7 separate regions of the Mus musculus genome follow, and regions 2, 3, 4, 5, 6 and 7 are each linked to region 1. Evidence: chromatin contacts called from public Hi-C, Micro-C and targeted proximity ligation data. All regions are on one chromosome and are shown on one strand. The core of a region is the stretch at or near the end of the contact, and the rest is flanking DNA. Distances in the headings are between cores, read along the strand shown. Region 1 holds the start of Kdm2a (lysine (K)-specific demethylase 2A). Region 2 holds the start of Ppp6r3 (protein phosphatase 6, regulatory subunit 3). Region 3 holds the start of Lrp5 (low density lipoprotein receptor-related protein 5). Region 4 holds the start of Cd248 (CD248 antigen, endosialin). Region 5 holds the start of Kmt5b (lysine methyltransferase 5B). Region 6 holds the start of Slc29a2 (solute carrier family 29 (nucleoside transporters), member 2). Region 7 holds the start of Mrpl11 (mitochondrial ribosomal protein L11).

Region 1 (4,092 bases), core at 1,053-3,552:
CCTCCCAAGTGTGAGTCACCACACGGGTAAGAGTACTAGTTTAAAACATATTTTACTATAGCCTGGAACACCAAAAGAGGCCTTCAATCTGGCAAAGTTTCTGACAGTGACTCTTCGAAGCAATGCTCTAAAAAGTCTGAAAAGCAACTGGTATCAGAATAAAGTGACTTTGCTCAGTGCCTGGCTGCAAGATAATGAGACCATACAAACCAATCACTTTTGTTGTGAGATGTTTCTGTTGGCAGTTGCAGAGCTGTGAACCTCTATCACAGTAATATGCACACGTTTAATCTTATATTCCCATTGTTTAGTTTTAAAACGAGTTTAGAAACACAAAGCTCTTTCTCTTGTCTACTAAAGATGTGAAAAGCAGCAGAGAATGTCTGTTAAAATCCTGTGTGCAAAACTTTTTGCTGTATTAAGTAATACTTTGGATTTAAGGAGTGTCTTTCTTTACCCCAGTTCAAACTGTGATAGCAAAAGAAAGTATCATTTTTTCCAACTGTCGGCCACTAACGTCTTCCTAAAAGACCTAGAAGGCTGTTTACGAACGTTATTATGATAGCTCTACCACGGTAGTCTTCCTCTTCCAACCCAGACTCTTCAGAATCAAGGTGAAGAGTTGGAAACCAAGGCAGGGAGAAAAAAATGTGACACCAGTCAGCAAGGGGAAAGTGCCAACCTCAAGCACTTGGATGTGTAGCGTCCAGGCCACCGTCCTTTGTGGGATTTACAATTTAAACGGGCCTCAAAGCACGAGATTGGCTGGGGAACTGCCCTGAGCGCAGTTGGGCTGCTCGCATGGCATTGCTGTTACCTCTGGCTGGGCTCCGTCGACGTCCGGAGCCCGCTTGCCCGTCGGGCGGCTGTCGAGCCGCGGGAGCCGGTTCGTCGGCAGGGCCGAGCAGCTTGGGCCGCCGCTGCCCCATCGCTGACCCTCGCGCGAAGCTGCGCACACAAACCGGAGACATTTTCTCGGCTGGGCCTCCCTCGCAAGCCGCGGCCCTGGGGTTAGGGGCGGCCCGCGCCCCTCTCCGTGGGGGGTGCCCCGACTCGCCGGGGGCGGGGTCACGTCCCACCCGGGCCGCCGAGGGCACCGGCGCTACGGAAACCTGAGCGTGGCCAACAGCAGGGGCTCCCTGGGCCACCTCCCTGGGAGCCTGCGGCCCGCAGTGGGGTGTGCTAGCTGCTGCCACCCCTGAGCCGTCGTGGATCCCACTGTCGCGCACAGCACCTGTGGACTCCCTTGTCAAGCGTCTGGAGCTGCCCTGAGGGAACAGAGCTCGGGACAGACATGCTACTGCTACCGGTTCCTGCCCCTTCGGAGCGGCGAGGAGTGGGTGAGGCGAAACCGGTTCGCTGCACGGACAGGAGCTCCCCCCGTGCTAAGGGCGGCCAGGCCCTGCAGCGGGGGGCGCAGGGGCCTACTCCGGGATGGCGAGCAGGTGGGCCTCGGCCGGCCGGCGCGTGAGGGAGGGCGCCCGGCGGGAGGGCGCTTCTTTCCGTGCACTCCCTGGGTCTGACAAGACCCGAGCACAGCACCCGGCTCTGGCCCGCTCCCATGGCATGACCCCGGGGGACCCCGCGTTGAAGCGGCCAACGGCTGCCCTGACCCAGGCCGTCTGGCCCACGTTTGTGTGACCCGTCTGACCACCCAGCAGAGGTGGCTCGAAGGGGAAGGGGAGATGCTTCCTACTGCTTGGGGCGGGGTGCTGTGTTTTGTGGGGGTCGGGGGTCACAACCCTCCCTAGAGTAGTGGGGGAGGGAGGGCGGCTGGCGCAGCTGGCCGGCGGTGGGCGGGGTCACCGGCGAAGTTGCGAGTGTGTGTGTGTGTGTGTGTGTGCGCGCGCGCGCGCGTCTGTGTGTGCGTGTGTGTCTGTGTGCGGGTGTGGGGGAGAGAGAGAGCGCGCGCGGAGGAGGCTCGCGACTGGCGCGCAGGCGCAGGCACCCGGTCGAGCCGGCGACCTGAGAGGAGGCGGGCAGGGAGCGGGGGCGGTAGGCCGGCCAGAGGGCGTGCGGGCTGACGCGAGGGGGGGAGGGCGGGGAACCGCGTCGGCGTCGCGGGGCGCGGGCGATTCGAGGCCGACGCAATCGGCGCGTGCGCGCTCCGGCGGTGTGTCCGTGGTAGAGGGGGCGGGGTGGGGTGGGGGGAGTGACGCGTGCGCGTTCACGTGTGTCCCGGAGAGCGGTAAGACGCGCAGGGAGGCTCGAAAGAGGTGGGGGTGGAGAGGCGACGGGAGGGAGGGGGTGGTGGTGAAGAGAGGGCGCCTGCGCAGTGAGGCCGGAGGAGCTGTGTGTATGTGAGAATCTGACGGGTTCAAAATGGCGGCGGCTGCTTCAGCGGATCCTCCTGTGTGAGGGAAACAACACCCCTCCCCGGCAGCGGCGGCGGCGGCGGCGGCGGGCCGCAGAGCACCTTTCCAGTTCCCGGGCCCGTCGCGGTTGTTTCCCTCCCGGGCAGTGGGCTCTTCGCGTGGAAGGGCAACGTCAGGGGGCCCATCCCCCGGAGTCCCTCCTCTGCTACTGGGGAGTAGCTGGGGGTGTACGGGGGATCGTCCCGCAGCGCGGAGCCCCGGCTCAGGGGACGACGCAAAGGCAGCCGAAGGCCCCCGGTCAGGGCGCTTCGCTGCTCCCGCCCTCTCCGCCCCCCGGGGCCGGGGCCCGCGTTCCGGGGGGCCGGGCGGCGCGGGGAGCGTCGGCCGGGCGGGTCTCAGCTGATCGGCCGCGGTTCCTGGGCTTCGGTAGCGGCTGTGGCCGGCTGAGGGTACCGAGAGGAGGGTGTTTCCCGCGGCCCGGTTGACCCGGGTCTCGGGCTGGGGCTGCTGACCGCCAGCTTGGGGGAGTAGCCGAGTGGTCTTGCTTCCCTGACGCCTCGGACGCGGAGTCTGTAAAAGCCAGAAGAGGAGGTTTGATTCAGTAACTGTTTCCTCTTTTCCGGGTCGCTCTGACCCTTCTCTGGATACTGGGTTAATACACAGAAATACCGAAGACGACGTTTGGGATTTTATTTTGTCTGTGTTTGGAATTTTACTTCTCTCTTGGACAAGAACTCAAGAACAAAATCCTCGGTGAGATTTCCCCTCCCCCCTCCCCCGCCCTGGGAAGTTTGGTTCCCGGTCTTATCTAAAGACTTAATGTAAAGTTTTTATTTCTTTGCAAGGGGTGAGCCACAGAACGCCTTTTCCCTAGGGGAGCAGTCGAGGTTTACCGCTTTGCTGTCCGGCCCTGGGGTGCAGACTGTGTCCCTCGCGACCGAGGCCGAGGAGGGCAGTGCCACGAACTGCTCTCGCAAACTATGTCATCGGGTCCTCTGAAAGGATTTTGTTAACGTGGCCGTATTATATTTACAAGAGAGAAAAAAAACATTTGTATATCCAATTAGAAGCCATTATTCTGGAGAAAGATATTTAGAAAAACGAAAACCCTTGCTTGGTGTTGTGGATTGATTGACGTGCCAACCGGCCTTTATTTAATGGATGTTTCACCCGTATCCATATATCGAGACGTTTCATTTATTATTTACTCATCTAGATTAGATGGTATTTTTGCCTCCGTTTGCAACTCTCAAATTTGTTCTGTAGTTGTCCACCTTGAGGTGGATGGTAGTTTGGGGAAGGCAGTTCCTTACTAGAAGGATATGGGACATTGGTTTGAAGTCTTTCTGTAAAACCAAATTTTTCTTGCCCTCTTTTTTTTTTTTTTTAATGAAAGTAACCTCCCCGTTTTGCTTATAATTTGTTATTACCTGTTTGAGAACTCACTGGTTTAGGGTCTGGCTTAGTTTTGTGTGTACTTCACCTTCACCTGGCCATTCAGCACTTTAGAAATAAAAGTCCTTCCTGGGTTTGGTGCTGCACACCTTTGCCAGCACTGGGCAAGCAGAGGCAGTCGGGTCTCTTGTAAGTTGGAGGCAAGCCTGGTTGGTCTATGTTGTAGTTCCAAGACCACCAGGGCTATGTAGAGAGATCCTGTCTCAAAACAACAAAACTTAAACACACACACACACCAGCAAACATACAGAAGAAGAGAAGTAAAAGTCCTGAGCCTTTTCACCTGCATTATATCTGTGTAAGGGTCCCTTAGAACTGGAAT
Region 2 (4,092 bases), core at 1,165-3,664, 820 kb after region 1:
AATGAAGGGATGGTGGTTTGGTGGACCACTGTATGACTCACCCAGATGGTGGGAGGGGGCTGGTTTGGTTCAGTGAGGCAGTTGGGCTTTGTCTTCACAGATAGCACAGAAGGCAGGCCCACTCCCACTCCAAGCTGTCCCCTCTCACCCCCAGCTGGTCCTTCCTGCCAGGGTCCAGCCTTTAACTGCTGCCCTGCCCTGAACTTTCTGCTACCTTAACTCTTTATCAATAGGCCTCAGTTTTAACAATGTTTGTTACTACTTCTGTGGCCTCAGGCAAGCCTTCTAGCCTCTGCGTTCCAGAGTTAACATTTATTGCCTCTCTTAAGTGCCTGGAGTGGTGTGCTTGACCCTGGCTGATAGTTGTTATCACTTGTACTTCTGAGAACTGGAGAGTCAGAAAGGTTAGGTCACCTGGCCAAGGTCACCCAACCCCTATATGGCCTCTGGTGACAGAATGCTCTGGTCCGTAGTTAGCTAGTGTGTACAATGGGGACTATGATGTGGATCTACTAGCAATGAACTCTTTCTGGAATCTGCTTCCAGGAACAGCTCTCTTGGAAGGTGGACTGGAGGCCAGGGTGGGTTTGCATAACTGCACAGCCCTCTCTTGTTATCCTGGTAGTGGAATTCAGAGCCAGAATGAGTGAGGTGGAGGACTCAAGCATGCTGGACCCCGTGTAAAGAACAGGGGTGGGGGGGGGTTCAGAGACTGGGAACCCGGAGAAAGCACTGAGTGTCCAACAAGGCAGGTCCTGTCTCCTCCAGTCCAAGGGCTAGGCTCTGTCATTTTCCCAGGGGATAGATGCCTAGAGGTGGCCTAGAGGAGACACTCAGGAGATAAGCTCTGTGCTCTCTGAGCTTCAGTGAAGCCTGGGCCTGGGACTGCTGGACCTACTGGAAGAGATATGCAGGCAACTGCTCCCTGTCTGAGGTGTGAGCATTGCCACTCAAGGTCTGTGTGACTCAGCTACCTCTGCTATCCAGTCTCCCATCATAGCTGGGCTCGTCCTGCCTTTGAAGCTCCAAGGCCCCACCCTGGGGTCTCTGTAACACCCTTCCCCTCCCTGCTACCAACACCCCAGGGATTTAGAGCTCTGTCCTGTCCTATGACTTACTACTTTCCCAAAAGAGTCTGTCCCTTAGCTTGATCACCTTGGTCACTTGCTTTCCAGATGGCATGGGAAGGCCTGCTTCATGAAAGACTTCCAAGACTCAGAGACTTTGTTGACTATGGTGGCCAGCTGCAGCGTGCCTGAACTTATGGTCCTGTCCACACTGAACCAGGCAGATTATTCATAGGGACCCAAGGGGAGCACCTTGGTATCTTTTCCTGTTGCTGTGATAAAATATTCTGACAACAGCAACTTTAGGGAGAAAAGGTTCATTTTGTCTCACAGGTCGAGGCCAATATGGCAGGGAAGTCAAGGGAGCAGGTGTGGGAGTCTGCCCGTCACATCACATCACATCACATCACAACCAGCCAGGAGGTAGAGAATGCTTGTGGTCAGCTCAGTTTCACCTTTTTAGACAGCCCCAGGAGAATTAAAAACCAGGATTAGCCATGACAGTGGTTAAGTGCAAGACTTGAGAGTAGGGACCCTGATGTCCAGGACCCCAGTTCTGGGGCAAGGTAAATGTGTAGTACTATACGTATAGGACACTAGCAGTTGGAAGAAATTCATGTGTAAAATTCTTCTCTGTGACAAAAGATACAGCCTGGTTTCCTTTGTATTAAGAAACCTTACATTTTGACCCCATTTTCAGGGATGCCACTCTACTTTGTCTGAAGTAATTTAATTGAAGGTCTTCGATAAAACTATGCTATGGAGAATGCGGGCATCGATCCCGCTACCTCTCACATGCTAAGCGAGCGCTCTACCATTTGAGCTAATTCCCCAGCTATAATTAACTTCCGTCGCAGGTTGTATTGTGACTCACGTCATCACCGGTTTTCCCCCCCCCCTCGTCCCCCGCGGCCGTTACCCCACCGCCTGCTGTCATTGTGTTACCCCATTGGCTTCTTCGCATCCGGAGCTACACAGCCGGGATTGGTTTGGTTCATTTGTTTTAAACTACATTGACTATGCGGATTGGTGGTCCCAAGCGTCTGTCACGCGAGGCCCCGCTGTTGCTACGGGGCAGAGGGACCCAGCCTAAGCTTCTCCCAATTTCTGACTTGTTTCTCAGACTCCGGGGTCTAGAGGTTCCGGATCCGTCAAGACCATGGGAAAAAGAATGCGCCTCTCGCGTTTGACTGACAAGACCTCAAAGCCAATCGAAGTGGAGTCGAGGGAACCGCTGGGCGGTCCAATAGGTTGTGGGGGGCGGGAGAGACAAGCCAATGATCCGTGTGAAGGGGCGGGGTCTATCCTGTGATTGGCTGCGGGGCGGCCGGAGGGAGGGCGGGGGTAACTCAAGGCCTGCTTGATACGTCCGCCATTTTGGGCGCTTCGCTGATGGTGTCGGTGAACCTTTTTCCCGCCTGAGCGCGACTAACTGCGGGTCTTGGGCGCCTCCAGGTAACTCAGGGGAGGGGGCGGTGGCGCGGAGTGTGCGGGTCGCGCGGGCAAGCGGCCGACCGATCGTGGCGGTGGTCCGGTCCCGGCGGCGTGGGGAGGGAGCGTCCCGGCCCCTTTCCCCTCCCCCCCGGAATCGGCAGCTTCGGCGGCCCGGGAGGCGGCGTCCAGTCCTGGCCAGGACCGGGCCGCCCGCTCCTGTCAGCCGGGCCGAGCGTTGGCAGTCAGCCGAGCCGACTGCGAACTTTGGACGCCGAGGTGACTCTGGGCTTGGCTCGGCGGGAGCCCAGGCGAGGCGAGGCGCGCCCCGAGCCAAGTCGGGGGTCCTGGGCGAGCTCCCCGGCTCCCGCGCCCGGGCCTTCACAGCGACTTCTCGGGATCTCCTGGAGCTTGTCAACTCGCTGGAGAGCTTCGCGAAGGCTTTTGTTGGACTCTTGTCCTCTGAGAAACAAGTTGTGTGGGTTTCTGGGCATTAGCAGAGTCATCGGAACACACAAAAACCAGTTCCGAGTCTCTCGGGGCCATCGCAGTGAATCTTCATCCTCCGCCGTTGAGTCTCTCTTTTATACAGACGCGGGCATTGGAGATTCCCTGGTGTTTTGGAGCTGAAGTGAGGAGTTACCCTTCTTGTGGCTTCAAGCACCTCGCTTTTAAAGCTCGGCTCACTGTTAACTTGGAGGTCTTTTTCTCCCCAGTCCCGTTGTCTTTCATTAGAACTTGGACTTGAAGTTGTAGGTGGGACAGAATGAGTGGTCTCGGTAGCTCTGTGTCTGTACTTCTCCACCGCATGTCCTACTGTCATTTGCCGCCTACCTGCTGTGGTCTCTTTAGAATGGGCCAGAGCTTTGTTTATGTTTTGCTTTGGCTTGGGGGAGGGGACACTTAGAAGGTTTCCTTGCATCAGAGCACTTGTTAATATGGATACTGTTTCATTTTCTTAAGTCAAGTTTACTTTGGTTTTTGCCCTCAAGGTCATGTTGCAGTTGACACAGCCCGTAAGAAAGGAACTTAAGATCTCCTTCCACTAAAATGTTCCTTGAAATTGCAAGGTGCAAGATCCCTGTTGCCAGTGGTGTTTGAGCTTTCTTATGGGCCACCTGAAAATTACATCTTCCTTTGTCACTTTCTAGTCCTGTGACCTTGGGCGAATTAGTCCTCTTTGCTGCCCCTGTAACCCATGAAAATAAGTTTGTTTCATAAGTTTATCTCATGTTAGGTCCCAATTTTATCTAACATGTTCATATTAGACTGTAACTGAGTATATATGTAAATATGTTAGCACAAAGCAGCTAGAATCGTGCTTTGTGAATAGAATCAGCTCAGTGGTGACCATACCTCTCAAATTCAACTTGATCTTGATGATTTTGTTTGTTTTTGAGGCAGGGTCTCACTATGTGGTGGGAAGATCTTTACTGCTTCTGCCTTTAATAATGGGATTAATAAAGTCATGCACCACTGCACCGGACTCATTATTTAGTTATTTTTTGAGATGATAGTAGTTTAGAATGTTCTTGACTTTCCTTTTCAGCTAAGGCTGCCTCAAATTCTTGATCTTGCTGCCTCTACCTGACAA
Region 3 (4,092 bases), core at 881-3,380, 710 kb after region 1:
TTTCACAGTCTCAGCCCTGTCCAGCACTCAGGGTGCTTCCTTAATGAAAGAAAATCAGATCTTTACTTCTGTTGCTCATTTAACAAATTTTTTTTTGTTTTTGTTTTTGTTTTTGGAGACAGGGCTTCTCTGTGTAGCCCTGGCTGTCCTGGAACTCACTTTGTAGACCAGGCTGGCCTCGAACTCAGAAATCTGCCTGCCTTTGCCTCCTGAGTGCTGGGATTAAAGGCGTGAGCCACCATGCCCCGCCTAATTTTTTTTTTTTTTTTAATTGGGCACCTACTATGTGCTGGGTCCTGGCCTAGACACAGAAAACAAAACAGACAAATCTTGGCATTTCTGCTGTAATGGAAGGAAAAGAAAGCAAACATACACCCTGCTAGGTGATAGGAACTGTCAGCTAGGGCGGCTTAGAGAGTGGAGAGGCAGTATGGTTTTCAAGAACTAAGTGGGATAAGAGTCCCAGCAATGAGGCCCTCCCCCAGGCAAGACAGTGCCCATCTCTGCAAGGGGCCATTACAGTTGCAGCCCATAAGATGGAGTTGAGAAGTAACGGAGGTGTGGCTAGGCCAGGCCGTGTGAGCCCAAGGCTTCAGCTTCCTCTCTGACCGGTGGGAGGAGTGGTGAGGTCTGGCTTATTTAACAAGCTCCCTGGCTGCAGGGAGAGGAGGCCTCAGAAAAATCAAGGCTGAAAGAGGAAGGCCTTGGGGGATGGGTGAGAGTGGGGCTAGAGAAGGGGGTTGTGCTCTTGGCTCTGTGTTGAAGGTGGAGGGGGGATGGGGGTTGGGCTTGGGTGAGAAGGAACCAGCAAGGACACTAGCTGCTCTAGTCCCCAGTCCCCTGACTGCCCCTGAGACCTCCTGACTCCTCTTCCGGTCAGAGACTGGATACAGCCACCCCAGGAGACTGCTCTTCCTGAACCACTGGCCTGCTTCCGCATTGAAATCTCTGCCCTGACCCTTGGAACCCTGGTGTGGGTCCCCTCCCCCTACTAGCTGGTCCCTGGTCTTCATGTTTTCCTATTAGAAGACAAGTTTGGGGAGTCAGTTCTCTTTTCTTCTGCGATCCTAGGGTTGAACTTAGGTCAACGGGAGCCATCTTGCTGGCCAGCCTTGACCTGCCTTTTGCTCCTTCTGTTTATCAGGTCCGGTTTATGCAGCGCTGGGAGAGCTGTGCACACTAGGGAACCAAGGGCTCTATCAACTCTTTTTAAACAGGGTCTCGCAGGTAGCCCAGGCTGGCCTCAAACTCATGGCAAGCCTCCTGCCTCAATCTCCCGAGGCTGGACACCATGTCAGACTTATAAGTAAAGTCATACACACTTGAGCGCCATGTCACTTTCCCGGCTACTCACTCCTTTGTTTGGGCTCTTATTTTTGTCTCTTCCTAGCATAAACCACAGGAGGGCAGAGGCACCCTCCTGACCACCTCAGCTTCTGTCCTTCCTCTCTACCTTGCAAGGTGGACACTGCCATTAGCTTACTTTCTAAGGACATGAAATGATTTCACCTACACCTGCCTGCCCAAGGTGTGAGGTTCTAGAAAGCACTGCCGGAGAGAGAAGGCTCAGCAGTTAGAAGCACTTACTGCTCTTTTAGAGACCTGGGTTTGGTTCCCTGCAGTCACCTGGTGGCTCACACCTCTAACTCCAGTCCCAGGGGACCCCCACACCCTATTCTGGTTTCCTTCCCGCATGTGGTGCACATACATGCGTGCAAACACTCATACACATACAACAAAAAGTAAATCTAAAAGTAAAAGCCCCCAGTTCCTCCAGCAGTATCCGCTTTTGCGCCTGTTCCCGCGTGCATCCCAAGTGGGGCGGTATGTCTCTGGGCCAGGTGGCTACAGTTGTGGTGAAAGAGCCCAAAGCTGGCTTCGGAGACCTTTGGCTTCCAGCCCTGAGGCCTCCTGACTGTGTGGGTCATGCTTCCACGTGCCTCAGTTTCCTCACCTGTCAGTACAGAGACTTGGCAGGTGACCCACCTGCTTGCCCGGCCTCTCCTGTCGCGGGCCCGGAGAGACCCGCCTGCCCGGCTCCCGGGCGCCCGCAGGAGGGCGCGGCTTGGCGGGGGGCGCGGGCGGCGCGGGGGGCGGAGACCGGCTCGGCTTCCGCTCCCTCCTCCCGCGTCGTCTTGGGCCGCGGCGCCCGAGGCGGGAGCAAGAGGCGCCGGGAGCCGCGAGGATCCACCGCCGCCGCGCGCGCCATGGAGCCCGAGTGAGCGCGCGGCGCTCCCGGCCGCCGGACGACATGGAAACGGCGCCGACCCGGGCCCCTCCGCCGCCGCCGCCGCCGCTGCTGCTGCTGGTGCTGTACTGCAGCTTGGTCCCCGCCGCGGGTAAGGTGGGCGCGGGGGACAATGGCCGGGGCCGCAAGCAGCCACTTTGCAAGTTGCGGACGAGTTGGAGCGCGCTCCGGGGGACCACGCGCCGGGGGACCTCGCGCGGGCCCTTTGTCTCTCCCGCCGGGGCCCCTCCCTGGGGACCGAGCCCGCCAGGTGCGGCGCGGGCGGGCCCTCACCTGCCCAAGGCTCGGGACGCCGGGCGCGCTCAGGAGTGCGCCCACGGGCATCGCGATGGCCCGGGACAGGCCTGGCCTATCGCGAACTACTGGGAAAACTTTTCGCGAGCCTGCTTGCGGCGGCCGGCCTACCGAGCCCTGGGAAGTGCCAGAAGTTGCTAGCTAGGAAGTTCGGAGAGCCCTGCGCGGGGCGGCCTGGCCCTGGGCTGCTGTCGCTTTGACCTGCGTGGGCTGTCAGCCTTCCAAACCGACTGACACCTGCCAGGTGTCCCCGTGACCCCAGTGACCCATCTGACCGCTCGGGCCCCCAAGCGGTGGCCAGGCACCCAGCCCCGCTGACCAGTGCCCAGCCCCGAGATCGGTTGCGTGGGTGCCTTGGTGTGGGGAGGTATGGTTCTGCCTCAGTTGGACCCACCTTTAGGGAAGTGGCCCGCTCGGGAACTTTCTAACTTTTTTTTGGTGTGTCCTGAGGGGTGGAGCTGAGGTCAGGAGGACTCTCGAGAAACGAAGCAGTTGGAAACGCTACACATGTTCTTTTAATTCGGAGATTGCCATGTGGTTTTTAAAGCAAGGCTCTTGCCACCTAAATCATTGTTTTCGGGTGTTTGTGTTTTGTTTTTCTGGAGTGTGGCTGTCCAAGGGTCCGGCAGATACTCTTGAACTCCCGGGTGGTGGTGATGGCAGTTTGGGGCGGGGTAGGGGACAACCTCAGGTCCCTTTGTCTGGGCCTTATTAAGGCGAACAGCTGTCCCCCTGTGTATTTCCAGGGTAGACACTTGAGGGAGGTGGCTGGGCCTGGCTCTGTGCTCAGATTCCCTGGGCTGCAGTCTCTTCCACCTATGTTTGGGGGGAGGGGTCGAGGGGAGCTGGCTTCATCCAGTCTTGGAGCTCTCAAGCTCAGCCAGAGGGCTCTTGGGGAGTCTCCCCCTAAATTTGTCTCCCTCGGGATCATGTTTACATTTTCAGGCCATCTCTGGTGTTAGCAAAACAAGGCGAAGACAAAACTGTGACAGGCTGTGGGAAGTCCAGGCCAGTTCTACTCTTCCCGGAAATGCCTGGGTCGTGACTGCAGAAGGGGTATGGGGCAGCTATTTGTTTTAAAGGTGGGGTTTGTAAGCCGACTTTCCTGTCCTAGGTAGGATTGACATTACTCTGGGATCCCCTAGCCTGTCATCTGGTATCCCAAATTGAACATCTTTATAGTTTGGTGGTGTGTGCGGCAAAAATAGAGTCGATTATTTTAACATTAGGAAGCCAGGCCCCAGGAGTACCAGCTGATGGGGTAGTCCAGGCCTAAAATGGAAGCAAAGAGAAGAATCTTCCTGAAGCTCTTATTTGAGTGTTTTTGGCTGTGCGACCCCCAAATGTCTGTCTGAGATTCTTGCTTTGGGAGTCTGGAGAGAAGGGAGTGAGTGGGCAGCTAATTATTTTTCCTGATTGCTTCCTGTTGCAAATTGAAGCTGTGAGCCCACAGAAAAGCCTTTGTTCTAGTGGTCCCTGAATTCCCCATTCTGGAAGCCCTAGGCTTTCCTTCTCACCGCCTAAAGCACTCACTTGTCCCTGGACCAGCC
Region 4 (4,092 bases), core at 816-3,315, 670 kb before region 1:
TGGAGGGCACCGAGGGCAGCTGTGGCACTGATTTGGGACTGGGAACTCCTTCCCTTGGGACTAGAGGGGCTCTGGAATAGGAATGTGTAGGGCTGATAGATGAGGTCTGGTTAGTGGGCCTCTGAGGGGGGAGGGGAGAAGAAGGGAAGGCTGGGGGCTGGTTGGCAGCAGGCACAGGAGTTTCATGGACAGAAGACCTGGAGTTGGTAGGAAGAGGGGGCTGGAGAGCTGAGACAGAAAGCTGGGGGGCCTGGGTTCTGATACCTGGAGCATCTGGGAGCAAAGGGTGTTGATGGGCTTTAGAAGTGGTATCCCCAGGATCAAGGTGAGGGGGGACTGGAGGCAAATAAGTGATAGTGTGGGTATCTGGAGACATAGGGGCCTGGTGGGGAGGGAAGACTTGGGGATAGTTGGTTGAGATAATGGGGGGCTGGTACGGAGGAGACCGTGCTGGGTGAGTGGCCGAGGTTATCCCAGGCTTGTGGCCAAAAGGCAGGTCTGGATAATTGGCCTTGATTTTGGGGATCTGGTGCTCAGAGAACACAGCTGGAGGTGTGGCAGGGGCCATGGCAGGTGGGTGGACAGGGCTCAGGGGTGGGCGTGTAGCTGAAATAACAGAGGTCTTGTGGGCAGAAGGTAGTGTGGGTCGAGTGGCAGAGATCACCATGGGCCGTGTGGCAGACACCACTGAGGAGTGGTAGGGGCCCCTGGGGGCACTAAGTGGGGGTGGCCAGGTAGGCTCCAGGTGCAATCTCTGAGGCTCTCCATCCTGTGGGAAGTTGGGCCTATAGGGCAGGCCAAAGTCAGGTGGATGTGTAGGTGCCAGCCATAGGATCCCCTGTTCCTCTGTCCAGGTGCCATCAAAGTCCTCCCAGGGCTCCTCTTCATCCTCCCCTTCTTCTCCATCATCCAGCAACTCATCTCTGAGATCCTGGGAAGCCTGGGCACCCATGGCTCCTGCAGGGCTACAGCTGATACCATCTGCCTCAAGCTCGTGACCCTCGCTGCAGTAACACTCAAAGCCACCAACATAGTTGACACACATCTGCTGGCACACACCAGCAATCTGGCACTCATCCGTGTCCACGCAGCGGTGTGGATCATCCTCAGCTGGCCGGAAGCCAAGGCGACAGTGGCAGCTATAGCCTTGTGGCCCTCCAGGTTCACACTGCTGCTCACAGGGGGCCTGGGCACAGGGGTCTTCACAACTGTGCCCATCTGCTGCTAGACGGAAGCCTTCACTGCAGCGGCAGGACACAGCACCGTCCACCTCTTCCACACACTCATGTTCGCAACCCCCATTGTCAGGACCACAGCCAGTCCCTGGGCACAGCGGGCCAGTCTGGGACCAGCCCACGCCACCTGAAGGCTGTTTCACGCACAGCAGAGAAGCTCCCCTGCCAGCTTGGCACTGCACAGCTGCCACGGAGCCAAAGGGCAGCCATTCGAACTCGCTGGAAACCAGGTTGAAGGGTGTGGTGTAGACAGCGGGACCGGCCTGACCCACCTCAAGCGGCAAGGCAGGGCAGGCACCCTCAAAACCAAACTGGCAGAGGTAGCCATCGACAGCCAGTGTGCACGAGCCTTCGAGCCAGCGATGCTCTCCGCTGGCCTCAAGGGCTGCACAGCGCTGGGCTGGGCAGGGTCCTTCCGTAGCCGGCTGGGCCCAGTTGGTGAAGGCGGTGTCCTGGTCTCCCGTGGTCCATATGAAGCCCCGCAGTGGGCGCTGCGGCTGGCATTGCCTAGCCTGCCGCTGCAACCCAATCCATAGCAGCCCGTTGGCCGGCCCGACCCCCACCAGGCTGTCCACACGCTGGGCCTCCTCTGGGGTCCGCGGTGTGGCCAGGTTGCCCCCCAATTCGCGGCACGCCCGCCAAGCTTCCAGGAATGTGCGGCGCCGGGGAAAGAGCGCGTAGCAGCTGCTGGGGCCGCACGCGGCTCGAGGCTCCGGCGTCCAGGGGACCTGGCCCAGTGCGGGCACCGCGGCCACCCAGGCCAGCAGCAGGCGCAGCAGCATCGCGACGCCCCCCGACTGGCCCGGCTCGGGCCTGCCGCTGCTCTTGACAGGGGGAGGGATCAAGGCCTCTGGCGGGAGGGCCGGGGGCGGGCCCGGCGGACTCACGCCTTGTAAGGAGTGGGCTGGGGCCGCTGCCAGCTCCCCTGCTAGCTCCCCGGGGGCTGCTGGAGCAGGAAGCAGTGGGGTGGGGGGGGTTCTGGGGTGAGAGGCGAAGGGCAGAGGAGGGGGGAGGTACAACTAACGGGCTACCTCAGGCGTTACAGAGCTGAGAGTCAGGGAAAAGGGAACCTGTCTGTCTGAGAAGCATCCCCAGTCAACCCTCTGAAACTTCAGCGTTGTTTGCAGCTAAGGCAGCTGGGGTGAAGCTGTCTTCCAGAGAGACTCCCGAAAGCCGGGATCTGGATTCACCAGTATCAGTATACTGGCTGCATTCTGAGCTCAACGACTTGATCGGGCCAGCCCTTTCTCATCACACATATGTGAACGACTCCTTCCAAGCCTGGCAAGAGCATCTTCTCTGACACCCTATCTAAGGCCGCCAAACCCCAGCCTCACACACGCAGCTCTCCTGACATGCTGTGTATGCCCTTAGGTGGATAAGCTAGGATGATGTGGCCTGCTAAACGGTCTCAACGATGAGGCCCCACCCATTCCTGCCTGGGCCCTGCGTGAGAATCAACTTGATAACCTCCTTGAGAACCACCTCAACCAGACACGTATTTGATGAGCCCTTCGCTCAGCCTACCTCACTCCCAAGTTTTTTTGGCTCCAGCAGGACCAGCATTAGGGGTTAGGGAGGGGGGAGGAGGCCAAGGCCTGCTCTCTCCTTACCCTGGCTCAGTCAGGGGCCCTGGGAACCTGGGCTTAGAGCGGGAGGAGGCTGCCCCCTAACAGGAAATGCCTCTCCAGGCTTCTGCTGCAGGAAGGCAGGGTGCATGACTCTGGGCTCTGTGGAGACTGAGCTCTGCTCAGGGTGAGCACGGCTGCTATGAGGGGACCTGTGCAAGACCATGTATGGGCATGGGGACACAACAGGATAGTAAGTGTGACACAGGCATCACATTGTCCTCCTTACTCCCAGGGTCCTCTTCCAGCCCTTCCTGGAGGCCTCTGGAGGTTTGCACACTGGGCCAGGCACCCAGGGTGGCCCTGGGATTCTGTGTGAAGGATTAACCCCTGCATTCTCTTTTTACCTTTATTTATTTATTTATTTATTTTTAAGAGATGGAGTTTGCTCTGTTGCCAAGGCTATTCCAAACTCCTGGATTCTAAGTAGCAGGTACTACAGTCACCCAACACCAGGTAATCCTTTTATACCCTTGGGGTTTTTTGTTTGTTTGTTTGTTTGTTTTGGTTTTCTGAGACAGGGTTTCTCTGTGTAGCCCTGGCTGTCCTGGAACTCACTCTGTAGACCAGGCTGGCCTTGAATTCAGAAATCTGCCTGCCTCTGCCTCCCGAGTGTGCCATCGTGCCCGGCTACTCTTGGTTTTTATTTCGACTTTTAAAAACATTTTTGCTTTCTGTTTATGAGTGTTTTTCCTGCATGTATGCGTGTGTACCGTGTGTGTGCCTGTTACCTTCAGAAGTCAGAAGAGGGCATCAAATTCCCTGGAACTGGAGTTACGGGTATTTTTAAACTACCGTGTGGGTGCTGGGAACCAAACTTGGGTCCTCTGCAAGAGCAAGAAGTACTCTTCGCTGCTTAGGCATCACTCCAGCCCGTTTTTTATTTATTTATTTTTCCGAGACAGGGTTTCTCTGTATAGCCTTGGCTGTCCTGGAACTCACTCTGTAGACCAGGATGGCTTCGAACTCAGAAATCCGCCTGCTTCTGCCTCCCGAGTGCTGGGATTAAAGGCATGCACCACTACGCCCTGTCCGTTTTTGATTTTTTGAGGCAAAGTCTTACATGTTGCCCAGGCTAAGCTGGAGCTCACTGTGTGGTCCAGGATGACCTTAAAGTCCTGGTCTTCCCATCACCTCTGAGTCTGGCATTAACACACGATCCTTTATATTCTCCGCAGATTCTGAGCCAGCTGGGGATGTGGCTTCGTGGTAGGGTGATGTCTGGTCCT
Region 5 (4,092 bases), core at 667-3,166, 630 kb after region 1:
CATTTATTTGCACACTTTAACCCTGGACCATAGGGGCTCTTAGTGAGGGACTTGGTCAAACCCACGTCTACATTGCAAACGTGTGTCTTTGGCAATTCACTCTTAAGGCATGGACTTCACTCAAAAGTCGTCTGTGGGGGCTGGTGAGATGGCTCAGTGGGTAAGAGCACCCAACTGCTCTTCCAAAGGTCTGGAGTTCAAATCCCAGCAACCACATGGTGGCTCAAAACCATCAGAATAGAGATCTGACTCCCTCTTCTGGAGTGTCTGAAGGCTGCTACAGTGTACTTACATATAAGAAATAAATAAATCTTTAAAAAAAGTTGTCTGTGATCATTTCAGGCAAAAAGAAAAACAATAACTTCTTCATCGCCTCTGAAAGGGCTTATGTTTTGTCTACTAATTACCCAAACTGGCTGGCGTTTCTGTCAAAATAAATAAATAAATAAATAAGAACGGGGAACAGTTACAAGGAGAAGCGAGTTCCTCTAAGGAATCCATCCACTCGGCAGCCTCCCAACCCCTCAGGCCTGTGTCAGACAGTTTTAAGTCTAGAAAGCAGGTTTAAAAAACAAACAAACAAATCAAGTCAGGCAATCCATCTTGTCTGCTCCTCTGAGAGGACTGTCTCAGAGTGAGCGCCATCAGAAAGTTCAAGATGAACTTCACGTCTCCTCCTCTCCTTCTTGCACTCTGGCTGAACGAGCGGATGACAGATCGAGTGACGCCAGTGCCACTGCGTGGGGCCCGAGCGACTGCCCCCCACCCCCACCCCACCCCCGCGCGCGACAGTCTGAGCCTGGAGCAACAGGAAACGAGGCTCGGGCCAAAACAAAAACAACCGAAAGTTCGGCGAGCCGGCGCGAGCAGATTGGGCGAGACGCTTGCCGGCCGCCCATTGGAGAAGAGGAAAAACACAGTCCCCCAATCCCGAGCGGCCGAGCAGCTCCCCTCGTGCGGCCGCGACCCGGCCCTCGCCGACCGCTACCGCTCCCTTCCGGCCGCCGCCAACACTGCAGGCCGTGCTCGCTCGCCCGGCCGCCCCGGCCCCGCAGCCCCGCCCCGCGGCCCGGTTCCTGCACGCACGCACGCACGCACGTACGTCCTCCGCGGCTCACCGCCAGCACTGCCGGTCTTCCAGCACCGGGCCCGTCCAAGAGCTCCGCCACCGAGCTCCCGAAGCGCCCGGCTACACTTTTTGGTCCCTCCAGAAAAATTAATCACCAAAAAATATTTCCTCAGAAAAAAAAATTGGAGAGTAAAATCCAATATGGCGGCACGGACGTAGCACCGCCCGCTGCCTCCGCTGACGGAAGGGGGGGGGAAATAAAGGAGTCCGCGTCCGCCGAGGGGCCCCCCCAACCCTGCCGCCACGGCCACCACCGCGGCCCGCGCCAAGCCCCTGTCCCCGAGCCCTGGCTCGCAGCGCCGGGCCACCCCCGCCTCACAGTCCTCGGGCCTCACCTCCACCTCGCGCGCAGTCGCGGGATCTGAGAGGCATCCGCCGACTTCGGGGCTTCGCGTCCTGCGTTCTCGCGCAGCGCCGGGTGCCGCCTCCGGTCCCCGGGCGTCCTCACCTCATAGCCCCCGAGCCTCGCTGCCGCGCCGCAGACGCGTCGCCGCCCCCGGTGAGCCACCCGGACACCGCCCGGGCTCGGTGGAAGGACACGAAAAGGAGTCCACGACTGACGGCGGAGGGACACCACGCCGACACCGAGCGTGCGCGCACCTTTGCTCCGCGCTAGTGGCCGCGATGGCTTCGACGGAATTCTGCGGGAAGAGGCTGAGAGACACCAGAGAGAATGAAGTTCCCTGCCGCGGCACCCGACAGCGGAGGCACAAGAGTAAATCCCCCCCACCACCACCACCAAAGAAACCACGTCGTTGCCGTCGCTGAGCCTCGAGGCGGAGGGATCGCAGCGAGAGTCGTTCGAAGATCCCTCCGCCCGGCTGCCCTTTAAATCTCGGTGGAGGCGGCGTCGCCGCGCGCCCGGTGGGCGCCACCTAGTACCCCGGCCGCTTGCTGCCCCGCGGGGTTGGCCCCCGCCCCCGTCTCGTGCGCACCTGCACCTACCAGGGACAGCTCCCGAGCTGCGATTTCAGGGGGCAACTGCGAGGCGCACGGCGCTCCGGGCCCGCTGTGCCTCCGGGGTGCACTGAGGGGAGGCGGCCGGGAATGGCGAGTTTCTTTGTTGTGGGGATGGGTGTCGTTGGAAGCAGAAACACCCTTCAAGACCATGTGGGCCACCTGAACGGTACCACGCGGGAGGCGGGGAGGGAGCGTGCTTTGGGTCCCCCGTGCTGACACCGGCCGCTCCTTGAGCACCTACTGAGTGACAACCTTTCCACGACGCAGCCACTCCTCGCCCTCTTCGGGCTCAACCGGCGCAAGAAAGGCGGTTTGGTCCTCCGGGAGCTTGGGGCGGAAGATCCGGAGTGGCTTGCACCCACGCCTGGGGTATGGTGAAGCCCCACCCCTTGGATCTTGCAGTTGGATAAGGGGTGCCTCACAACAATAACGAGGGTCACATCCTTGTCCCTAACCAGACGTCGTTCCCAACGATCTGGTGTGTCCCTTTATTTGTCCCTCAGGGTAATCCCCAGAGGTCGAGAGTATTGTGGGTTCCAGTTTACACACAGGGAAATTGAGGCATGGACTAGTTGGGTGACTTTTCAACTACTCAGGGCTGGAGCCAGAGCCTCTTATACACTATTCTATGAAAAACGCAGGCTTTAAAGTGAAGCAGGTGGTTGGGACCTGAAGGAGGTGTTTGAGGTTGTCACGTATTGAAGCAAACACCTGAGTGAGGTGGAGGGTGTTATGGAAAGGTACGAAAATGTCCAGGCAATGGAAAGAAAGAATGCAACTCCAGCGACACATGAGACAGGGAGAACAGCTGAGGCCATTGCAGGAGGGCCCCAGCCTGCCTCGGTTCCCTGCAAACACCACTACCACACTGAACACTCACATACCTTAGCATAGTAGGCATTTTCTAGAGGATGGCTCAGCAGAGTCAAGCAAATACCAACTTAGCTCCCATTGCCCTTGCCTCTTTGATCTTGAGTACTTGACGACGCTTGTTATCCCCTTCCATAGATGGGAAACAGAGGCACAGAAACCTGCTAAGGACACATAGCTGGGAAGGTATATTTCTTCAAAACCAGAATTCCTGTGCTGACCTCAGCTGTGTGACCTGTATCCTCAGTCTACAGACCATCTTGGGAGTGGGCAGTGGGCATAGGAGACCAGTCACAGGAGATACAGGGCTTGACACTTCAGGTCGACTTCCTGCCCTTTCCAGTCACCTGTTGCATCGGATCTATCCTGCTGTATTCCCTTTTTGTAGACACAGCTAACAATTCCTTTGATCTTAGTTTTGTTGTGTTTTTCTAGTTTCTTAATACCGCTACCCCACAAGACTTCTATAGGACTTGGCTCCAAATATGTGCCAGAGACACTAAAGTTGCTTCTGCCACGTTTGATACCAAATGCCAAAGAGCTGAACATACACGGGACACCAGATGGTGTCCCTCCAGTGGGCACCAATGGTCCTAGACTGACTTTCAGAGGTAGAATGCTCAGGTTCCAAGTCCACCCAAACTTCAGCAACCCTGGGCCCCAAATTCTCCTGTCTTCCACCTCAAAACAACAGCACATGACCCTTCAGGCTCACCCAAGCTCCCAGCTCTGTATAGCTCTTAAGTGCTTCCATTTATTCCCTGCTGAATGCCAGGCCAAGTGTAGGCATTCCCTTCCAAGGAAATGGACTGGGATTCTAGCCTGCCATAGAAGAACCCAAGTGAGCATAGCACAGCCTTTCAGCCTGTCCAGTGCTGTCCTTCCAATCCCTCAACAACTGCTGCTCTTCTAGCGGCAGCTCTGAGACCTAGGTAGACCATGATTGATGAAACTGGGCTGGGCTCAGGACCTTTGTTGAGCCATGCTGAAAGCTTGGGGCTTTTATAGGGCTTGATCTACGGAGGTCATGGCTGAGTTGGCTCTTGCCACAGCTGGGAGTTGCCCTCCTGGGGGAAACTGGAAATTAGACTTTCCTATAGTGGGAGGCCAGCTAGAGGATTCTCCTGCCAGCT
Region 6 (4,092 bases), core at 910-3,409, 630 kb before region 1:
AGCGTGAAGAGCAGTAGAGGCAGCTGGGACAGCAGTGTCACCCAGTTGTTGAAGTTGAAAGTGTCTGTGGGACTGGTGTGGTTGGTGCCCATGGTCTCAGCACTGCTGTTGGTCCCTGCTAACCGCCCCTGGAAGTACTGCCACACAGAGACGGTGTAGACAGTGTAAGGTCAGAAAGCACCCCCCCACACTTGTCAATTGAGCATCTTTGTTTGGTTAACATCTGTGGGGCTGTCTTTGTTTGTTTTTTTTTTTCGAGACAGGGTTTCTCTGTATAGCCCTGGCTGTCCTGGAACTCACTTTGTAGACCAGGCTGGCCTTGAACTCAGAAATCTGCCTGCCTCTGCCTCCAGAGTGCTGGGATTAAAGATGGCTAACTGCTGCGCCTGAGCCCAAGGTCTTGCTGCATCTCTGGGTTCCATCTCCTTTTCAGTGTCCTGGACCTAGCCTCCATTCCCCTGCTATAACCACCTCAACCCTTATTCATTCCATGGGTACTTATTGAACATCTACTGTATGCGAGGCCTTAGCTTGGGAACTAAGCCAATCCGTTTTCTCGGGCACACAGAGCCCAGCACTCTTATGCGTACCCTGCCTGCAAGGCAGACCTCACGGTTTAGCATCCTTCCATTCTGGTAAGCTGCAGGCTCCAGATCTTTCTCTAAATAGGATGCGCTTTGCTTCCACCCTTTGTCTGCTCAGTTCCTAATTTACAAATCTTTTCTATGAAGCAGAAGAAATTTCTTTTGAGAACCTTTATAGCTCTCTGCTTCAGGGTGGAATGGCCTGGCACGTGTCTTGTTTCATTATTAATAGCCCTGGCTCTGTGTCTCTCAGATTCAGTAGCTGATCCATCTTTGGGTATCAGGGTCCAGCACCGATGCCAGCACTCCACAGACACCTGGGAAGTTAACCCACTGAATATGTTTGAATAACCCTATTCTAAAGAAAACACAAAAGTTAGGCAGTGGTGATGCACGCCTTTAATCCCAGCACTCAGAAGGCAGAGGCAGGCAGATCTCTGAGTTCGAGGCCAGCCTGGTCTACAGAGTGAGTTCTAGGACAGCCAGGGCTACACAGAGAAACCCTGTCTCGAAAAAAACGAAAACAACAACAACAATAAAACAAAAAGGAGAAAACAAGCTATAGATTTCTGCCTTTCTATAAAAGAATGCATGCTTTGGGGAATCGGGCCTTCCTCCACATCTGTCTACAGTAGTTGCTCATTAATTATTAGTTGAATGACTGTAACTCATGTCATTGCAAAGAAAGCCAAAGGCTTGGAAAAAAGACACTTTGGAGTGACTGGCCAAAAATAACGACAAAGGGCATGGGATGGAAACTCCTTTGCTGGTCAGACTCCCTACGTGGATGGCCCTGCACCTCTGAGATCTGTACCTTCCTAAAAGTTTGCCTAGCCAGGGGAGAGGCGGTTCCCTCTATGAGGCTTGGTGCTGTCCCTGACAGGCTGAGCTGTAGTAAGTGGCCTGGTGAGGAAAGTGGCTCAGTTCAAGACGGCTGGAGGGATGTTGGTTTGTGGCCATGAGGTTGCCCAGCGGCCGCGGGTCTCACCGGGATGGCGGTAATGAAGAAGTTCCAGGGGAGAAGGGTGCCCAGTCCCAGAATGAAGAAGCTGATCCCAACCAGGTGGTAGCTGTGGGGATCAATCAGAAGGTCACCCCGAGGACGTACGCCTGGGCCGCCCTAGCCGCCCCTCAGTAGAACGGACTACAATCCCCATCACCCTGGCTCAAGCAGCTAAGGGAATCGGCTGATGGGAATTGTAGTCCCGTTCGTCTTTGAGCCCAGGAGCATCAAGACGAGCGGGAATTCAAAGGCTCGTGGCCACCTGGGCCACGGTACGCAGCACATGGGTTCCCACCTCACCTGTCCCGAGGGGCGTTTCCCCGCGCCATGGTTGCCGCAGTCCTATTGCACCAGGCCCACAGAAGGCGGCTGCACCTGCGCCTACGCAGGGCTGGGAGGCCGAAGGAGAGCGACGCTGGTCGGTGTCCAGGAATCCCAAGGTCGGAGCGCCGTAGCGGAGGGTCGGGGTTGGGTTACACTGCGGACCACGTTTTGCAGGCTCGGACCTCGGCTCCGCCTCCAGGGCGGGAACAAAGAGCCATTGCTCCCCTCCCCCGGACGCCCGCTCTCCAGACTCCGCCTCGCTGGTGGCTGTGCCTTTAGGGTATTAGGTTCCGCCTTCTAGCTTGCTTCCGCGCCTGAAGCTGTGTCTCACCGCCGTCCCTTCGCCTCGCACCCGTCTTCTCCTTAGGCACGGGTCCGGAATCTCTGGGGAAGGGATAAGGACTGCGCAGGAGGGAAGGGGTCCGGTGGTTGTTGGGCACAGTCGATCTAGCTGGGAGGTTCTTCCTCTTGGCGTGTTCTAAGGTTTGGAGCCCTCTAAGCTCTAAGCAGATTAGGAAGTAAGTCCGACCAGAAGGAAGAAGCCAGTGTCATCAATTGTCGCAGAAGGTCCCAGCGCGGTGCTCCGAGGGAGTTCCCCCAGAGGTCGAGGCACTTTTGCAAACGAAAATCCCCAACATATGTGGAAGACGGACAGATAGGCCCTCCTACGGTACCTGGGTCCAACAAGGAGGATTGAACAAAGGCTCTGGAGGGAATCGTGGCCCAGGTGACGTTCGGCCCCCTCCCCTGTAGTCGCCACTGCCACCCTCAGGAGTGCTTAAAAACCTAATTTTCACTAGGCGTGGTGGCGCACGCCTTTAATCCCAGCATTTGGGAGGCAGAGGCAGGCGGATTTCTGAGTCCGAGGCCAGTCTGGTCCACAGAGTGAGTTCCAGGATATATTCAGGACTATACAGAGAAACCCTGTCTCAAAAAAACGAAAAAAAAAAAAAAAAAAAGAAAAAGAAATATATTTATGTGGACTGGTGAGAGCGTTTGCTGCCAAGCCTGATGCCCCGAGGCCACGCCCAGGACCCATATGTTAGAAAAACTGAAGCGACTCCAGCAAATTGTTCCCTAACCTCCACACAAGCACAGTGGCACACGTGCTTCTAAGTAATAAATACAAATAAATATGAATATATAAAAGTATATATATACAAGGTTATATAAATGTGTGTCTTCTAAAGAATATAGTTTTTTAGAATGTTTTTCCTATGTATCAGCCAGACCATGCTGTTACTATCCCTGTTCTGTCCTGTTCCCGGAATCTAGCCACCAGGCTTGGCTCATCGAAGGTGGTTCCTTAGATCATGGTGGACTGCAGATGACTGTGTGGTACTGGGAACTGAACTCAGAGCCCTGTGCATGCGAGGCAAACACTCTTACCCCTGGGCTGCATCTAACCCTAGCTGGTGACGTTAGGGAAAAGACAGCAATGGATTACACTGGGAAAGACAGTTACTCTTTAAGTTTTCTTTCCAGACTTCCATTATGCCAAGAGGGACAGTCTTGAGTTCAGTTCTAACAGGTTTTCAAGGCCTCTTCATCCCCTCTGCCTTGAGCATCTCTCGACAGTTTTACCTACACACAGTTAGTCACTTGCATTTTTCGAATGCTTATTCTAATAACTATTACTGACCTGTTTCCTACTTGACAGTGATAGGAGAGTGAGTCAAAGTGGGACAGGGGGTGGGATGTTGCCCTGGCACCATCTTGAAGATGGAGATGAGGGTCTGGGGAGCAGTCTGTTGTCTTGGGCTGGGATGGAAGGGGATGAGGCGTTTCAGAGAAGGAACGGCCTGTACCAGGACCGGGGACAGGAGAGTGCTGGCACACTATGGGACATACTAATAGATCCCTTTGGCTGGGAGGAGTTGGATTTTACCTCAGATTCTCAGCTCAGCCTGACTGGGGATCTGTAATTAACCAATATTTTGCTTCTACTTTGTGGCGAAATGCTGTGCATAACAGAACCCAGGCAGGACAATTTTTGATGGCACAGTGACATCCTAAGGGAGGCAAGAAAGGAAAACACTTAGTAATAAAATAATAAGTATGTGATTGGTTAGTGCTCAGACACATGAAGCAGTCACAAGCTTAGCCCCTCTTTATAAAACCAGTTTTAAACACACGGCAGGGGCACCAAAAGCAGACTCTTAAAGGCCACTGGTGTGGGCT
Region 7 (4,092 bases), core at 554-3,053, 570 kb before region 1:
GTCACCTCCCTCAGAGTCCTCAATGACACATCAGGTAAAAGCAGGAAATCTCCTCTCTGCTTGCATGACATCCATTGATTTTATAACATTGACACCTGCTAGTCTAGGCCTCTATGTATGGGTCGGCCTTTAGGACTACACATTTCTCCAGAGTGGCCAGGCACTACTGGCCATTCCTGGTTCTAGCCAGTGCCCAGATCCATGTCCAGGACAGAACAGGTGCTTATGAAATATATTCCAAACAAGATGAGGCTTCAACCCATATCCTTCTGCTAGAATCTGCTAGACATGTATGAAAATGTCACAATGAAGCTTAATATGCATAACTAACATAGGCTATAAATTAAGAAGAACAAATAAAGCCCAACCACCTCACTGTAATGGGCCTTCTCAGCTTTCCTCCCAAATGAAGAACTTACTTGGATTCCTCTCAAGATACTCACTCCTTCACCACTCGAATGCCCAGGGAACGGGCAGAGCCAATGATGGAACGGACCACAGAAGACAGGGGCACATCTTGCATGGCAAAAGCATCATCCTTAGCTTTGACACAGGCAATCTCATATACGTGCTTCAAACTCACCAGGCCTGCCACCTCTTTCCCTGGGAAGAAGGAGCAAAGAATTCTTCAAGTGCCACTACATTTCTCTGGATACATCAGACTCTCAGGTGCCCACTCTAGTCCTTACCTGTATGCCGGGCCCCCTTCTCGATCCCAGCAGCTGCCTTCAAAAAGTAAGAAACAGTGGGCTGCCCAATCTTGAGCTCAAATGTCCTGTCGGGCTTAACAGACAAAGATACATGAGAATTTCTTGGTTTTCTATCCAGTCCAAGACATTTCTAATGTCCCTTTCCTTCTCCCACCAACTTGCACACCACAAAAGACAGAAAAACAAATCTACAGCACACATCCCTGCCATTTTTATTCCTAGCCCAAATCTCCTCTGGAAGCCCCAGTGAGATGAGAGGTAAGAACCACAATATGGCAGGATCAAGCCAGTTCAGAGAAATTATGGTCTAGGCTTCTGTTTAAATGATAAGTGGAAGGTAGCAACCAAGTTAAGAGTCAGAGAAGCAACCAGAGTGACTAGTTTCAAGGGCCAAGGAAATATATGGGAGAATGGGTCTCTCTACCTTTATAAAAATTTTTGTAGGCAGGGGAATGCCTTCTTTGATGTCCTTTGTCTTCTCGTTGAACTCTTTGCAGAACTGGTTGATAGAGACACCTCGCTATAAGGAACGCATACACAAAGTTAAGTATGGGAGCTGAAGGCTTTCTACCAACCAGGAGCCCCTGTCCTTTCATCTTTGTGTGTGTGGGGGGGGGGGGCGGGGGTATGGGTGTGTGTTGTTATATTTCTTCTACTCTGGTTCTATAGCTTTGGGTGCCAGGCAATTCGTCCACAAGGTACCACTTAATCAGCAACTAGCCAACTTGGGGGTCAGAGGTGCTGAGGTCAAAAGAGGCTCCGTAAGTAATACAAGGACATAAGGCCTGAAGGTGTGAATAGTGGAGACAACGTTTATAAAGGAGACTTCCCCGGCTCCAGCGCACTCTCCCACGTCTCCCAGGCCGGGTTCCGCACACCGCACCTGACCCAAGATGGGACCTAGTGGAGGCCCAGGAATAGCTTGGCCTGCTCGCACGATGGACCGGATCACGCCGCCGGCCTCGGGCTTCTTGAGGGTCCGAGTGGCCCGGCTTAGCTTGGACATGATGTAGGATTTTAATCTTAGCTCGCCTCGGAGAAGCAAAGAACTACGCTCTGGGCGCGGCCATTTTGGGTCAGAGGTGAAGGGCCCTCGTGTTCGGCTAGGGTAAATGAGACCAAAAAAGAGCAGTCTTGTTTCAGGCATACAGCTCTCCAACTAAAGACCAATTACGGAATTTAAGAATTAATTGAACTTTGCGCTCTGAAGGCAGGACGAGAACCTATATGGTTTCAGTACACACAATCCCTCAGCGGTGCGCACAGGCATCACCTTAGACAGCCAAACAGGAGTTCGGGACTTTGAGTCTCCGCACAGCATTGTGGGTATGTAGTTCAGCGCCTTATCCTGCGCCTGCTGTTGGCCGTGTTCTGGGTTGCCATCTGCTGGACACAGTGATATCTTAGCGTTTGATATGGAGCAAGTTATGCAAAATCCCTTGAGTCTTTTGTTTCCTCATGTGGTTTTTCATGGAAGGCAATATGATTATAGACGGGAAATGAAATGGCAGACTGCTGCTCTTGCTGGCTATGAACCTGATTCATAGCTAGACAAAGAGTTAGAGCTAGGATTAGGCTACTGTTTCTGTTACCTATGAAAATCTTTGACACCGCGAATATTATAGGTACCTTTCAGAATTGTTGTGACAGCTCAGTAACACACGTTGAACCAAGAAGGCATTTACCGCTATTTATACAAAGGGAAAAGCTCTTCCCCGCGCTTTTGAAATGCTAAGTTTGTGAATTCTCATCCCAGTCAAACCTGATTTTCCACTAGCTTATTAGGCATACTTTATTGCTTCCCCGTCTTTCATTTTTTCATTGGAAGATGACTTTTTGTGTCTCAGAACTCCGCATCCCGCTCTATTCTGTCCAGGATTCCTGATTATTACTTGCGTTTTAGGGAATGGTATTTGAGCCAGGTGGTGTTTGAAGCCTTTATTATCCCTCCCTAGAGCAATCTTGTGTATCTAGGCACTTTAGGGTAGTAGCAATGGCCTTGGTAGGACTCTTTGACTCACAGACTCTTCCTGACCACACGTGGCTGCAAAGCTCCAATAACTGTAGGTTGAATGCTCCATTATTTTCTCCAACAGTTCAGGATATAAAGTTCTCTGATCCAGTCTCCAGACTGAGACTACTTCGAAGGAACTATCCACTAACTCACTGTTTGCGATCCTTCAGATTCGAGGGGAATTCTCCAGTTTCTTTTTTCTTTTTTTTTTCCTTTTCTTTTCCTTTTTAAAAAATAATTCCTCTCCAGACAACCAGGCAGCCTATTATGTAGCATACCACTTCAAATTCTATCATCTTCCTCTAAACCGCCTCTCACAAACCTCCATTTTTTTCTTTCCTCTACCATTTCCTTGTGTGTGCAATGTACGTTTTTGCGTGTGTGTGGGTGAATGTGTGTGTGGATTTGCACATGTGTACACACACGAGAAGGGCCGAGGCTGATGTTAAGATCCTCTTCCATTGCCCTTCTGAGGTGGGGTCTCTTACTCAAACTAAGAGCTTGCCAGTGGTTCATCTTGTTAACCAGCTTGCTCTGGAGTTCTTATGCTGGCCTGGAACTACAGGGATGTCACCATGCCCAGATGGCATTTACCTGGGTTTCTTAAGACCCAGCCTCTGGCCCTGACTCTTTTTCAGGAAACACTTTAATCACTGAACCATCTCCTAACCCCATCCCACCACTGTTTTTGAAAATGTTTGTAGACTTGAACTTCCCTACAACCTGCTGGCAAAGAAAGTCAGGTCCTTTGTGTAAGGATCTAAAGGCCTCATTTTTATCTCCATCTTCTGTGCCCAGTGAAATCCCTGAGCCAGTGCTGTGGTGGTGGTGGGAGCAGTATGTCGCCCTAAGAGACACCCCTGCCACAGGAGCTAACTGCTTGGTAGAAAGGGGTCTCAGCAGCTTCAAGCTCCTGAAACGTCCCTTGCATCCTCCCTGCATAACTCTGTAAGCTGGGGCAAGGACAACTGACATGCTGGGGCTCTCTGTGGTGCTATACCAAAATAGAGAATCCATCCCATCAGAGGATCTCTGTGAAAGAAAGAAGGTAGACCCCATATTGAATGACTTTCTTCTTCTTCTTTTCCTTCCCCTTCCCCTTCTCCTCCTTCTTCTTCCCCCCTCCTCCTCTCCTCTTTCTTCCTCCTCATCTTCCTCTCCCTTCTCCTCCTCCTCATCTTCTTCATCACCATCCTCTTCCTTCTTCTCTTCTTCCACATCCTCTCCTCTCCTCATCCTCTTCTTCCCCCCCCTTCTCCTACTCTCCTCCTCTTCTTCTTTTGACACAGGGTTTCTCTGTGTAGCCCTGGCTTTCCTAGAAACTGACTTTGTAGACCAGGCTGGCAACTGGTATGATACCAGTGACTT

What was found. A called contact is a pair of places that touch in the nucleus more often than the background predicts.
Region 2: a contact with region 1 is called in a targeted proximity ligation map of pancreatic cancer cells. A contact is called at or near these places in 2 of 130 datasets of targeted methods (microglia and pancreatic cancer cells).
Region 3: a targeted proximity ligation map of pancreatic cancer cells shows a contact between it and region 1. A contact is called at or near these places in 1 of 39 promoter capture datasets (pre-B cells) and 2 of 130 datasets of targeted methods (large pre-B cells and pancreatic cancer cells).
Region 4: a contact with region 1 is called in a targeted proximity ligation map of pancreatic cancer cells. A contact is called at or near these places in 1 of 39 promoter capture datasets (cranial neural crest), 1 of 484 Hi-C or Micro-C datasets (embryonic stem cells) and 1 of 130 datasets of targeted methods (pancreatic cancer cells).
Region 5: a contact with region 1 is called in a Hi-C map of regulatory T cells, with 4 times the contacts expected there. A contact is called at or near these places in 1 of 39 promoter capture datasets (pre-B cells), 4 of 484 Hi-C or Micro-C datasets (CD4 T cells, CD8 T cells, embryonic stem cells and 1 more), 2 of 130 datasets of targeted methods (memory CD8 T cells and pancreatic cancer cells) and 1 of 9 other capture datasets (liver).
Region 6: a contact with region 1 is called in a targeted proximity ligation map of embryonic stem cells, with 8 read pairs. A contact is called at or near these places in 6 of 130 datasets of targeted methods (the NIH/3T3 cell line, astrocytes, bone marrow-derived macrophages and 3 more).
Region 7: a contact with region 1 is called in a Micro-C map of embryonic stem cells, with 2.8 times the contacts expected there. A contact is called at or near these places in 2 of 39 promoter capture datasets (cranial neural crest and frontonasal cranial neural crest), 1 of 484 Hi-C or Micro-C datasets (embryonic stem cells), 1 of 130 datasets of targeted methods (large pre-B cells) and 1 of 9 other capture datasets (embryonic stem cells).

What each region holds. Positions count from the first base shown.
Region 1 is chr19:4,395,287-4,399,378 of GRCm38.p6, reverse strand. It overlaps Kdm2a (lysine (K)-specific demethylase 2A), which reads left to right and starts at 2,302. Exons shown (of 21, transcript NM_001001984.2): 1 at 2,302-3,068. It overlaps 9430078G10Rik (transcription initiation factor TFIID subunit 4), which reads right to left and starts at 3,495. Exons shown (of 3, transcript XM_030251152.1): 1 at 3,486-3,495; 2 at 1,929-3,049; 3 at 738-1,268. The coding sequence starts at 3,495. The coding sequence ends at 738.
Region 2 is chr19:3,574,071-3,578,162 of GRCm38.p6, reverse strand. Ppp6r3 (protein phosphatase 6, regulatory subunit 3) reads left to right here and starts at 2,414. Exons shown (of 24, transcript NM_028999.1): 1 at 2,414-2,522. n-TAagc9 (a tRNA gene) reads right to left here and starts at 1,900; the gene lies at 1,828-1,900.
Region 3 is chr19:3,684,602-3,688,693 of GRCm38.p6, reverse strand. It overlaps Lrp5 (low density lipoprotein receptor-related protein 5), which reads left to right and starts at 2,130. Exons shown (of 23, transcript NM_008513.3): 1 at 2,130-2,339. The coding sequence starts at 2,252. Gm36672 (a long non-coding RNA gene) reads right to left here and starts at 2,144. Exons shown (of 4, transcript XR_388279.4): 1 at 1,955-2,144; 2 at 1-39.
Region 4 is chr19:5,066,051-5,070,142 of GRCm38.p6, reverse strand. It overlaps Cd248 (CD248 antigen, endosialin), which reads right to left and starts at 2,065. Exons shown (of 1, transcript NM_054042.2): 1 at 1-2,065. The coding sequence starts at 2,017.
Region 5 is chr19:3,765,713-3,769,804 of GRCm38.p6, reverse strand. Kmt5b (lysine methyltransferase 5B) reads right to left here and starts at 1,916. Exons shown (of 11, transcript NM_001379678.1): 1 at 1,465-1,916.
Region 6 is chr19:5,022,073-5,026,164 of GRCm38.p6, reverse strand. It overlaps Slc29a2 (solute carrier family 29 (nucleoside transporters), member 2), which reads right to left and starts at 2,159. Exons shown (of 12, transcript NM_007854.3): 1 at 1,888-2,159; 2 at 1,573-1,654; 3 at 1-137. The coding sequence starts at 1,916.
Region 7 is chr19:4,960,017-4,964,108 of GRCm38.p6, reverse strand. It overlaps Mrpl11 (mitochondrial ribosomal protein L11), which reads right to left and starts at 1,803. Exons shown (of 5, transcript NM_025553.4): 1 at 1,594-1,803; 2 at 1,135-1,230; 3 at 690-783; 4 at 444-603. The coding sequence starts at 1,716.